3 separate regions of the Mus musculus genome follow, and regions 2 and 3 are each linked to region 1. Evidence: chromatin contacts called from public Hi-C and HiChIP or PLAC-seq data. All regions are on one chromosome and are shown on one strand. Each heading gives the region's core, a stretch centred on a gene start, on an enhancer-like site or on the middle of the called end of the contact. The rest is flanking DNA. Distances are from core to core; before and after follow the strand shown. Region 1 has its middle 5.2 kb from the start of Gm31117. Region 2 overlaps Zmynd8 (zinc finger, MYND-type containing 8). Region 3 overlaps Sulf2 (sulfatase 2).

Region 1 (4,141 bases), core at 1,170-3,669:
CTGAGGCTCAGACTTCAGCAGTGGAGCGGCACTTCCTGTGTAATCTTCTGTACTGACTGCTCCGGCTTGCTATGAGCCCTGAGAAAATCAGCTACTGAAAGTGTGGGTGTTGGATGAAGTTCCAGAAGCCTCCAGAGTCCGGCCAGGTGTGGGGCAGGGTTTCTGCTTGGCCCTGCCTCCAGACACTGGTCATCCCAAGACAGGGCCTCTCACTTCCTTACCTCTGAACCTAAGCCAGTTGCTCAATACAAGAGAAGCCGGTTTCACCCCAGACTCAGGACCTGTCTTTTTGAACCAACAGCCCCCACCTAGCCGCTGTTTATCGGGATCTGCCCGCAGACGCATGTATTGAAATGGCTGTGTGTCCTACAGCCTGTCTCCTCAGGCCTTGCCATGAAACTTTCCAGGAAGCTAGGCCCAGATGAGACAATCCTCAAAGGGACAAACAGACTTCAGGCTAGGATTGTGAGCCAGACCCATGTGCTGACCCATTGACTGTGCCCCAGGCTTTGCTGGACCACACAATGGTTTGTGCACATTTAGACAGGTAAAGGCTAGAGATGAGAGCCACATCTTTTAAACACAGAACTTTTCAGAAGACCATGGAAGAGCTATTTTCAGGTCATTTTATAGGCGAGGGAACTGAGGCCCAGACAGGCTAAACGAGCAACCCAAAAGTTTTTCAGCTAATGAATGTCAGGGCCAGGTTGTAACCCAAGACCCATGCAGCTGATTATTGCATTGTTCTTCCTCCCTGTGCACAGCACCCTTCAGTTTACAAAATCCATTAGGTATGGAGCATCCCACTGTGAGGCCAAACATGGATGCCAGGTACCTCTGAGTAGACAAGAAATGAGATGTGGCTGAAAGCCAGATGTGGCAACACTCACCTGTAATCAGCTCTCGGAGATGGGAACAGGACAACCAAGAGGGTCAGTGTCACCATTGTCTACACCGTGAGTTAAATGCCAGATTGGACCTTATCAGACTTTTCAAAAACAAACAAACAAACAAACAAACAACAAACAAACAAACAAAAACGGAAGCATTGGTGACAGATATAGCAGGAACCACCATTCCTGAAGTACATCAAAGAAGAAATAGGAGCTAGAAAAACAGAGAGAAAGCAGGTGACTTATCCAAAGTCACATGACAGACAGCATAGGCTCTAGAGCACATGTCCTGAGTTCAGGTCCCAGCTCCATTACTGATCGCCTGTATGACCTTTGGAATGTTAGCCCTTTTATGTCTCCATTATCCCATCTTTGAGTTCTTCTGAGAGGCAGGACACCATGTGGAAAACATTCTACAGTCTTGATTTAAAATGTTATTAGTGTTTTCCTCGGTGTATCATTGCACCCATTTCAATCCCCACGGTATGCACGGCTTCACAAAGATCATCTATCCTGGAGTTGTTGACAGGTCCTCACAGTTTGTACCAATTCCTCAACCAGGCCTTTGCACGCAGAAAGCTCAGCACACAGTCTCACTGTTGCTGCAGTCTGATGCTAACTCTGTGCTGATGACTGTCGTTAGGAATCATCTTAATAGGGCCGGGCCGGGGCGTAGCTCAGTGGATAGACTGCTTTGCCTAGCATGCATAAAGAAAGCTTTAGTTCAGTCCACACACCTCATAAAACCAGGTACAGTGGCACGCATCTGCGGTATCCCAACAAGTGGTGATAGAAAGCGGGAGGAAGGGCTGGAGAGATGGCTCGGTAGTTAAGAGCACTGACTGCTCTTCTGAAGGTACTGAGTTCAAATCCTAGCAACCACATGGTGACTCACTCGGAATGAGATCTGACGCCCTCTTCTGGTGCATCTGAAGACAGCTACAGTGTACTTATGTATAATAATAAATCTTTGAAAGAAAGAAAGAAAGAAAGAAAGAAAGAAAGAAAGAAAGAAAGAAAGAAAGAAAGAGGATGGGGATCAGGGCCAACCTTAGCTACTTAGTGATATCGAGCCCAGGCTAGGCCATATCAAATATTGTCTTAAAAGCAGGGGTGGTGGTGGTGGGGGCTTTATAAATAGGGCTGGGGAAGTGGCTCAGTGGCAGAGCACCAGGCTCTATCCATAGCTGCTTCCTCAAAAAGTTTTATAAAGACGTCCCATACAGCAATCAGAAACCCAGAAAACTACATCACAAAGTGACAGGACTGGAGAAATATTCAGCATCTTATACAGACAGAGGATTAGTGCCCCAAACATATAAGGAACTAACTGCAGACTTTTTTGAAGGGAGATGGAGGTGGGATTGAATAAAGAGCCTGGTGCATTCTGGGCCAGCGTTCTGCCACTGGGTTGGAAGCCATAGCTTCGGGTTCGGGTTACAAAAACCCAAAGTGCCGGAGGATAGGGCAGGATGTGAAGAGAGAGCCAGGCAGCTCCCAGAGAGGACAAGCAGATGGCTGAGAGCACACGAGATGCCTCAGCCTCGAAGGTTGCGAAATCCAAACTGCGGAAGTTTCTGTTAGCACGCGCCAGTGACAAGCAGGAAACAAAATCATAGGCTCCAGCAAGCTGACACCATCGTTTGGAGGGAAATTTTCAGTTTTATGAAATTAAAATTATACTTCCATTCAGTTGTAATATTCCCTCCCCCACCTCACCTTCCCTTCCTTGCCTCCTTTAAAAAAAAAAAAACTTTGGGGGTCTACTTTTTTCATATGGGTGTTTTGCCTGCACATATATATCTTTGTGTATCTGATACTTGTGAAGGTAGGAAGAAGGTGTCTGATCTCTTGGGACTGAAGTTACATTTTCAAGCCACCATTTGTTGGGGACTGAACCCAGGTCTTCTGGAAGAGCAGCCAGTGCTCTTAGCTACTGAGACACCTCTCCAGCCCTGCCTCTTTTTTTTTTTTTTTTTTTTTTTTTTTTGATTTTTCAAGACAGGGTTTCTCTGTATAGCTCTGGCTATCCTGGAATTCACTTTGTAGACCAGGCTGGCCTCGACCTCAGAAATCCGCCTGCCTCTGCTTCCTGAGTGCTGGGATCAAAGGCGTGCGCCACCACGCCCGGCTCAGCCCTGCCTCTTTTTAAAGACAGTATCTCAGCCAAGCGTGGTAGCACACATTTTTAGTCCCAGCATTCGGGAGGCAGAGGCAGGCAGATCTCTAAAAGATCTGGTCTACATATGGAGTTCTAAGCCTGCCAAGGCTATGTAGTCAGACCCTGTCTCAAAACAAAAACAAATACAAAAACAAAACCCACCAAACAAGCAAACAAGCAGTGTCTCGTGTATCTCAGGTTGATCTCTGACTTGCAATGTAGCCAAGACTGTATTCAAATACCTGGCCCTCTTTTGGGTTATTTCACCTCCTGTCATCCAGGGAAACATACCGACTTGTGCCCTGCTTTTAGTGACTTTGTGATGGCCATAAACCAAAGACACTCTAGACACTCCCAAGGAACGAACTGATGGATAAGCTACAGTATAGCAAGTCATAAAGTACAAACAGCCAGAATGCTTTTGTGGGTTTTTTTTATGGTAAATCTGCACTAGGAATTTGGACCAGAGAGGGGAAAGGCCAATTGTAATGAAGGCCACTGTGCTGCCATAAACAGTTTACCATTAAAGCTGGCTGACCAACAGCTCCAGGGTCCCTCTGCGTGAACTCTTTGAGACTCACTCTGGGTGGCACCGTGCCCCAGGCTGGGGGAGGAATGACTTTGAGACGCTTAGCTCCGATTCTACTACCAACTCTGTTCTGCACAGACTGGGTAGCCATCCTGGAACTGCCACCCTCACATCCCCTGGGAGGGAAGCAAGCACAGCCACCCCTGAGGACCTGAGCAGAACAGGCCTGCCAGGTAAGATTTTGTTCCCTTCCTACAGTCTATGAAGGCAGCATGCTGTTCCCATTGCTCTGGAGCTGAGCTAGAAATCTCTCAAGCTTCCCTGCCCTCCAGGAGAAGGTAAGCATCTTTCTCATGGATGCCAGGTCCTGCACTGCCAGACAGCAAGGCCTCTCCCTCTTCGGTACCCACAAGCTGCCCCTCAGAGGCAAGTCATCCCTTAATGCAGAGACGGGCAGCTCCTCTAACCTCCCTCAACTGCAATCACAGCCTCTTTCAGCAGGAATCCCTTTCTCCTAAACAGTCCCAGAGTCTCAACCTGAGCTGGTCTAGGATGCGA
Region 2 (4,141 bases), core at 1,025-3,524, 940 kb before region 1:
CAGGGAGCCTAGCTTGGACAAGTGTCTGCCTGCGTGCTGAAGCAATGCACCATGGGAGAGAGCCCGAGGGAGCACATTCCTTTAACTGAAGGAATGCTGACATTCGGGATGAATTCTACCAGGACAGGGTGGGGAGAGGGCTTGCCTAGCCTACAGGAAGCCTGGGATCCATCCCCAACAACACACTACCAGGTGTCTAGGTGTACGCCTGGAATTTCTGCACTCAGGATGTGGGCAAAGAAGATCAGGAGTCCAACATAAAACAAGTTGAGACCAGTTGAAGCTACATGAGCCCCTCCCCCCACAGACGGGGGAGTGGTGGTGGGAAAATTAAACTGTGCTGCACCCCGCCAAAGCCAGTATTACCTCAAGAACTCACCTATTCTCCTGACAGGGGGAACCACTGGAATTTCTGTAAGAAACTCAATCTCTCTAATATTGAGATTTTTCATTTCTTTTTTGCTTTGATTCATCAGCCAAGCACGTGACAGAGTGAGCATGCTAATTCAGATGCCGATTATCACAAAAAAAAAATCTATTTTCTGTGCGGCACATGAGTTTAACCCCTACTGCATTCCTACATCTTCTCAAGATGCGGGGGTGGGGCCATACTCCCAAGGAACCTTTGCTTCATTTAATCCCGAGGGAATTTGCATGGTAAGTGGTGTCTCTGACTACCTGGTGTTCACAGGCAGACGGGGCGCCAAGCAAAGGGAGCTACTGGAGCGACTCCATAACTCCACTCAGCCTGTGCAGGAAGGAAAGGGGAGGCTGGGGAGGCTGGGAGGGAGGGTTTGAGTCTGTCAAAACATCATCCCCTCTGTCACTTCCCAGTTTAGATACACAGGAAGGCGGATGAGGAGGGGAGGTACTCCATCTTATGCTAGGAGCTTCGTTTAGTGGCAAACTGGGAAACGACCTCAGGGTCCTGAAAGCATTACTTTTAAAAGCGGTTTGCACAGAGGTGTTCATTTACTCCAGGAAGACAGAAGGGATAAATAAGTCTACATCAAACAGCAGGCCACAGAGCCACGGAACTCCTTCTGAAGCCAGATCCAACCAAGAGAACCAGGGAGGCGAGGTTCTTTCCCAACACGCCTGAAGCTAACCCTCCAAAACACCTGGACGAAGCCCCCCCTCACCAAGCTTGGCAGACAACCAGAAAACATTTTGCAATAACAAGGTCACAGGCTGCTAAGACAATATATAAAAACAATAGCCGTAGTCACTAGTGATAAAAGGTAGAGTTCGGGCTGGTGAGATGGCTCAGTGGTTAAGAGCGCTGACTGCTCTTCCAAAGGTCCTGAGTTCAAATCCCAGCGACCACATGGTGGCTCACCACCACCCGTAATGAAACCTGATGCTCTCTTCTGGAGTGGCTGAAGACAGCTACAGCGTACTTACATATAATAAATAAATAAATAAAGGTAGAGTTCGCTTTTAAGAACAACACAGTACCCCTCCGCCACCTTCACTCTGTGATGGCATTCTCCAAAGTTCCACGCACAGCCTGTTTTAAGCTCCCACCTGTCATGTTGTCCAAAGAAACGGGCGTCAACCTGCCCGTCTTTGTCCCTCAGAGCTTTCGCTGGCCAGAATGGAAATCCTTTCAGTTTTGCCCAGACCAAAGGGTGCGGATTGCTCTAGAAGAACAACAAAAGGCAGGGTTGGCGTTATATTTGGCAGCAAGACACACATTCAAGTCTGAAAGGTAACCTGAACGCAGGGAGGCAGGGAGGGCACAGCCCTGTGCTGATTAATTAGGCTTCCGTCAACCTGGCACAAGCAGAGTCATCTGGGAAGAGGGAACCTCAAGTAAGAAACAGCCTCCGTCGGACAGGCCTGTAGACAGAGCTGGAGGGCGTTTCCTTGATTGACATCTGTTGTGGGCGGGTCCAAGCCGCTGCTGGGCAGGTGGTCCTGGGTGTATTTACAAAGCAAGCTATGCAGGCCCTGAGAAGCAAGGCGGAGTGAGCCGATCTCCTCCAGGTCCTGTCTTAAGTTCCCTGGATAAAGGACTATATAAGCTAGAAGATGAAATTTACCCATGCCTCCCCAAGCTGCTGCAGGCCTGGGTGTTTATCACAGTAATTAGAAAGCAAAATAGGACATGAGCCAGGCAAGCAAGGGGACCCCCGGCAGGCGTGTAGCCTGAACAGCGCCTGCGCGAAGCTGAAAGCTAAAAGAGTGAATAAGGCTTGGGTCCTGGCTGACCCAAAAAGTCCACCTCCTTAGGCACCGCAGAAACAGTCACCACCTACTCTGTGCTAAGTTTGTACAAAATGTGGAGTTACACAAAAGTAAGAAGCTGCAGGAGCCATACTGTGTGCTGGGGCTCCCCCAAGCTTTAGCTCCACTGGTGTTTATCTCCAGAGGCAAGGAGAGGCCTGAGCCATCCTTTACTTAGCCGGTCTTGCCTGTTCGAACCCTCCACGCCACCGCTCTCTCCACCTCACCATGCCCAACTCTGGAGACCAGTGGTTCTCAACCTGTGGGTCTCGGCTCCCCTAAGGTCAATGGAAAATATAATTTTACTCTATGATCCATAACGGCAGCAAAATTACAGTTAGGAGATAGCAGCAAAACGTTTTTACGGCTAAAGGAACTGTACCAAAGGCTCACAGCATTGGGAAGGCTGGAAACCATTGCTTAAAACGTACTGGATTTGGTCAACGCCCAACACTGTCGAAGAAGAGTTTACCACATAGCTTTGCACTTCCATAAACCAACGATCTCTCTGGAGAGACAGACAGTCCCCCAGGGATGTGTATCTAGGGTCTTAAAACAGGAACTAACCAGACTTTATTTCAAATGACACAGCAAGCTGCAGCTGCGGTTCTGACACATCCTATGGTCTGCACCCCAATTGTCACAGTCCCCCTCGACAGTCAACCCAGTTACCAGGACACTTAATTCTGGAACAAAACGGTTCCGCCCAAGAGGCCGCCAAAGCCTGCTCAGTTCCCCTCCGCCCTGACTTTTTCAGAACAACTTCCATTAGAGCTTCCCAGTCTCGTCTCGTAAGTCCCCGGAGAGGGTCATCTCGGTGTAGCCACCAAAGGCACCAGAGTTTCCAAAAGTGAAACCAAAGAACGGGATCCAACTTACACAGGGCTCACAGAACCAGTTGTCTCGTTTTTGGCAAGCTGCAAGATAACATTCTGGACAGACTTCGATTTCATTCATCTGTAAAGAGAAAGATACATTAGAGTGTGGGGTCCCCGGGGCCTCCCATCTGGAAGCCCTACTAAGAGTGTGGGGCTCCCGGGGGTCCCCCATCTGGAAGCCCTACTAAATCCCCGACCCCTTTCCGTGCTTGGACTTTCATTTCAAGATCAGATTTTCTTCTTTTAGTTCTTCTTCTGTTTTTTTGGTTTTTGGTTTTTCAAGACAGGGTTTCTCTGTATAGCTCTGGCTGTCCTAGAACTCACTTTGTAGACCAGGCTGGCCTCGAACTCAGAAATCCACCTGCCTCTGCCTCCCGAGTGCTGGGATTAAAGGCGTGCACCACCACGCCCGGCTAGTTCTTCTTTTGTATTACAGGGCAGGCAGAGAGCGGCAGAATCTTGCCAGGTAGCTCAGGCTGGCCTCAAAGTGACCAAGAGAGTCTCCTGCCTCCGCCTCCCAAGTGCTGAGACCATAGGTTCACAACAGTACACACTCAGTTTGCTGACTGACTAATAACAACCAGGACATCAGCCACACCATGGCTGTCCTGCCCACCTTTAAGATGATATTCAAACAGGTGGACAGCACAGCTTAGAACCCACCAATGGTCTCACCTAAAGTCAAAGTTTACCCCGGACAAGCCCAGAGGCTTCAGAAAACAAGCCGCACATGACTCTGGGCCTGCACCACTTCATAGGTGGTCCAGGATGATGCACCACACACACAGAATCCACACAGCAGCTAACTCCACAGACTGAGCCCTACTGAGATATCCTGTGGTATCTACGGTCACGACACCTTAACACAACCAAGCCTACGTCTTCCACGCCTGAGTGTCTATTTACTTCTCACAGTGGGACAAGGTCAGACCACGATCATCTCATTTTAACTGCAGAAAGGGATGAAGCCCTAAAAATTCAAATATCCTACTGAGGGTCCCCTGTGGCAGAGAGAGGTAGGGCAGGGAATTGAA
Region 3 (4,141 bases), core at 601-3,100, 640 kb before region 1:
ACAGTTAGGCTCGCCTGGGTCCCTACATCTCCCTGCCATCTACCCTTCTTCCTGAGCCTGGGCGACATCTCCAAGATCCTGAAGAGACTGTGCCTACTACAGGGCTCTGCATCTGCCGCCCTGCCCCCAGAGCACAGATCCCACCACACCACTCAGTGCTAGAGGTCCTGTCCCCACCAGGTCCCTTGTGTACCCTGTTGTGGCTGTTTTATCCTTTTCTGCCCACCAACACCTGCTTCCCTTGCTTCCTTCTCAGTGGGTCCCGCTTCTGTCTCACAGTGCACCTAGCCCACAACCGACCCTCTTGTGACTAGTAAGTATGACACCAGCAATCACATTTGACCTCAGCACCCTTATCCTCAGAGAGTGGCCAGCACCAACAAACTCCTGCACCCACTGGTTTTGGCTCACAGGAGGTCCTGGCAGAAGATCAGAGAAGGAAATTGAGGCTTGTATCTGAATTCCCCCTCCTTCCTCTCTGTGTGTGGGCAGAGGGTATGACAGTGTCGGGTGGCTCTGCATCCGGGTTCCAGTAACTAACCTGAGGGCACAGCAGCCTCCCTGTATGCTTTCTTCAAGCCCGTTCACCCCTAGCAAAGACGCTAAACCCTCTGTGACTTGGCCAAACCCAAGATCACGTGACTATGTAAGAATGCCCACATCCCACGTGACTGCTGGGGCGTGGTCCTCAGGGGCTGCTCTTCATTTACTGTTTTATCCCTTTTTTGCCCTTTGACCTTTGCTTCCTGTTGCCAAGTACGTGGCAGTTCTGAAGCACAAGGTGGCCTCGAGGACAGATGTGACACAGAAGGGATGACAGAGTAGAAAGCTAGAGACATCTTGACACTACCACTCCAATTCTGGACCACCGGCCCCAGACATTTTTATGTGTCGAAGAAGCAATGCTAGGTTTCATTTTCCCAAGCAGCCAAGCCTAATTCTGACACACTTTCTAGAATTCAGACGAACCTGCCCCTCAACACCCTTGTCGACGAATAAAACTAGAAAACCCTCGCAGGAATGCACTTGGCAGTTTGAACCCAGGATGGGCCACTCCTGAGATAACCTGCATCCACACGCCTTCATTTCGCTGGTGAGTGGCAGCTGGAATGTTCAGAATGGATGTCGGTGGATGAAGCTGCCCTGAACTGCTGCCTGGAATCTGGGTGCATCTCCCTAGCTGCCTGCCATCTGGCCCCCGTGAGAGCCGAGGGTTTCCAACCCATCCCTTGGTTACCGGTCAGCAGGGGAGTGTAGTCTCCTCATCTGCCAGATGGAACGTGGAAAATGGGGCTGCCGGGTTCTCCTTTCCCGGGTCTGCTTTGCGCAGGATGTGGACGTCAGAGCTGGGGTCCTGAAGGCCTCAGTGTCCAGTAAGTGTACCCAGTAAGGTGCACAAAGCCTAGGAGCTGTACCTTGTCCCACTGTCCCCACTACATGCCTGAACCTCAGAAATCAAGGCTCACCCTCAGCTTCAGACTCCACCATGGCTGTCTGTGGAGTGGCTCCTCCCTTGGGGGCACTGAGCAACCCCATCACCTTTCCCCCACAGCTTTGCAGTCCCTGGAGATGTTCTCCACAGGTCTTACTTGTGACCTATCTGCCCATCTTTCCAGCTTTGCCTCTGAGCCTGCACCACTGCAATAGAGCACTGGCTGGGCTCCTCTTGTGCCTGGACAGCTGTAGACTCCGCACCTGCCTCACTGTACAGTCAGCCTCTTCTCCACCTAGTGAAATGGAAGTCAGACTGTTTCCCTTCTCTGACCCATGTATGCCTGACATCCACCCTCCCCAGAAAGTCAAGTCCTCTCCCTGGTTCAGCCTCAAGCCCTCACATGATGAACATCACCATCAGCACGCCTCAGACTTCCCATTTTCTGTGCCCTGGGTCACAGTGCTGCCACTCTGTCAGCCTGCATGCCTCTGGCCCTTTGCACCAACTATTACTGCTGCTTGAATGTGCTTCCTAGAATTCCTGTTAATAAGTTCCCTGGCCTTTCTTGATCCTGTGTCCCCTTTATCAATGAGATCATTATGGATAAAGTTTCACACGACCTCCCCACCCCCACAACTCCCTTCCCTCTTTGCTTGACTTCTGATCCTTTCTCACCACCTTCCCTGTCATATGCAGTTTTTTTTTTCCTCTCCTCCTCCTCCTTCTTCTTGTTTTGATTTTCCGAGACAGGGTTTCTCTGTGTAGCTCAGGCGGTCCTAGAAGTGACTCTGTAGCCCAGGCTATCTCGGAACGCAGAGATCTTCCTGCCTCCGTCTGCAAGTGCTGGGATTACAGGTGTGGACCGCCACTGCCCAGCTTTTAGTTTGTGTGTTTTGTCTTGGTTATTGACACACAGCTGTGCTAGACGCCCAGCGCTGCAGTAAAGATTCTGTTACTTTGTTGCTCTTTGCACATCAGTCAAGATTCTGTCTAGTTTGTTACTTTGTTGCTAGTTACCCTTCTCTAAGAACAAGTGCTCAGTGAATGAGGATGACGGAGCAAGTGAGGGTCGCATGGTTCATCATCCTGCAGCAGATGTGTGGGGAAACGCTGAACACCCCCTAACTTAACAGTCCCGGCTGCTTGTGTCCTCCAGAGCCAATGTCCAGTTTCCCTTGAGGGAAACCTGCCCAGCTCACCTCAATCCCAGGCTAGAGATTTCTGGGCTGTCTAATGGCCCTGCTGGCTGCACTGGCCTTTATACAGAAGTGCTTAGCAAGCTGTCTGAAGGCAGAGCCAGCTTGGAAGAAGGTAGAGATGAGGTCACACAGAGACCGGTGACATCTGGAGGAGGCCTTGGGACAGAGGGAGGGAGACAGAGACAGCGGGGTAGGCAGGGAGGATGCACGGGCCGGGCCAATGTCTCTCGGGCTGGGCCCCGGCCTGAAGCGAGGATGGAGAGACAGAGAGACAGACCCGGGGACGGCGAGACACACGGAAGCTGGGATGGTGCCTCTTGGTCGGATGCGGACTCGGGCTTGGTCCCCGGTGAGCAGAAGGATCTAAACGCACCTGAAACTCCAAGTACGCTTGAACTTCTCATTTCAATCCCCAGTAAGTTGCTGGTTCCAGTTCATCCAGCATTGCTTGGGCTGAGTTACAAGAAGTCACTTGTAACCAGGAGAGGCGAGACCTATGCTTGTCTGATTTTGTTTTCTTTTTGAGACAGTCTCATTATCTTCCAGGTTGGCCTGGAACTTGTGATCCTCTTGCCTCTACCTCCTGAGTGCTGGGGTGACAGACATATACAACCATGCCTGGGTTCATTCATGAGCTGTCATAGCTGATGAGATACCTGTCCCCACACCACCTTAATGGCCCATCTGACAGTGCCACATAGCTGACCTTTAACACTTATGATGGAACAATCCTATCTAATAGATCTGCTCCAGGCTATGTGTGACTCTCCCTGGGCTCTCTCAGAAGCCAGCTGAGCTCTGGAGATGCCCTGAAGTTGGCCTGCATCCACTTAACTTGGTCAGTGCTGGCAGAACCCAGCATTTCCTTGGCTTCCCTGGGCACAGCGCAGCGTTGTGACAGGACTGTGGTGTCACACATAAGCCCATGCTGCTGTTCTGCTAGTGTTCCTGTGTATTTTTAGAGATGTCCTCACTCTCTGCAAGTGGACAGACAACCCAGGTGCTCAGTCACTAGTGCTCTGGGAACCCAGCACCCAACGATTCCAAATGACAACCAGGGAACTGCAGGTGCAACGAAAAGGCAAGACGACCACAACCAACAACCATGAGATAGATTGAGCCCTTCTCACTGGGTCCTGATGAGTGTGGACAGCTGTCCCCACCTGGGACTGGAAGGAAACCCAAGATTAGCTCTGTTGAGAGGCCTCCAGCCAGAGGCCCTCTGGAGCTGCCTCACAGACAAGCAGAAAATAGCAGCCGATGAATTTTTCAGGACCACCCTCGGTTTGCCAGTGGTGGCCAACTGTGAGATAATGTGCCGGGCTTTTTGGGCGCATGCATTATTGATCTGGGTCTGTCTGGTTTATAAAAAGCCAGTCAGGCCCCCAACTACCTACTTCCCGTCCCACCCTCCTCACAGAGGCTCAGTTTTGTTTGCTTAGGACACAACAAGACACTCGAGGAGGTAACGGTTGGTGGGCACCAATCTCTGTCACCCAGGGATGTG

Evidence for each region. Hi-C and Micro-C count contacts between places; a contact is called where the count stands out from the background. HiChIP or PLAC-seq counts read pairs in DNA pulled down with a chosen protein or histone mark.
Region 2: an H3K27ac HiChIP or PLAC-seq map of microglia shows a contact between it and region 1, with 4 times the contacts expected there. The contact joins two enhancer-like sites. A contact is called at or near these places in 2 of 115 datasets of contacts at active chromatin or transcription factors (embryonic stem cells and microglia).
Region 3: a contact with region 1 is called in a Hi-C map of bone marrow-derived macrophages, with 17 read pairs. The contact joins two enhancer-like sites. A contact is called at or near these places in 7 of 39 promoter capture datasets (cranial neural crest, frontonasal cranial neural crest, liver and 4 more), 2 of 484 Hi-C or Micro-C datasets (bone marrow-derived macrophages and embryonic stem cells), 8 of 115 datasets of contacts at active chromatin or transcription factors (SST interneurons, VIP interneurons, bone marrow-derived macrophages and 5 more) and 1 of 9 other capture datasets (embryonic stem cells).

The regions. Positions count from the first base shown.
Region 1 is chr2:166,769,227-166,773,367 of GRCm38.p6, forward strand. No RefSeq gene overlaps it. Among named protein-coding and RNA genes, the nearest start is that of Gm31117, 5.2 kb to the left of the region's middle. Within about 2 kb of position 2,420, at least 81 of the 459 cell types and tissues checked have an H3K27ac peak or open chromatin away from gene starts, as enhancers often do. A contact at or near this core is called in bone marrow-derived macrophages and microglia, where this site is marked.
Region 2 is chr2:165,831,782-165,835,922 of GRCm38.p6, forward strand. It overlaps Zmynd8 (zinc finger, MYND-type containing 8), which reads right to left. Exons shown (of 23, transcript NM_001363020.1): 9 at 3,109-3,186; 10 at 1,528-1,643. Among named protein-coding and RNA genes, the nearest start is that of Gm11465, 48 kb to the right of the region's middle. Within about 2 kb of position 2,275, at least 31 of the 459 cell types and tissues checked have an H3K27ac peak or open chromatin away from gene starts, as enhancers often do. A contact at or near this core is called in microglia, where this site is marked.
Region 3 is chr2:166,125,446-166,129,586 of GRCm38.p6, forward strand. The region is part of intron 2 of Sulf2 (sulfatase 2); the gene reads right to left. Among named protein-coding and RNA genes, the nearest start is that of Gm52534, 7.3 kb to the left of the region's middle. Within about 2 kb of position 1,851, at least 15 of the 459 cell types and tissues checked have an H3K27ac peak or open chromatin away from gene starts, as enhancers often do. A contact at or near this core is called in bone marrow-derived macrophages, where this site is marked.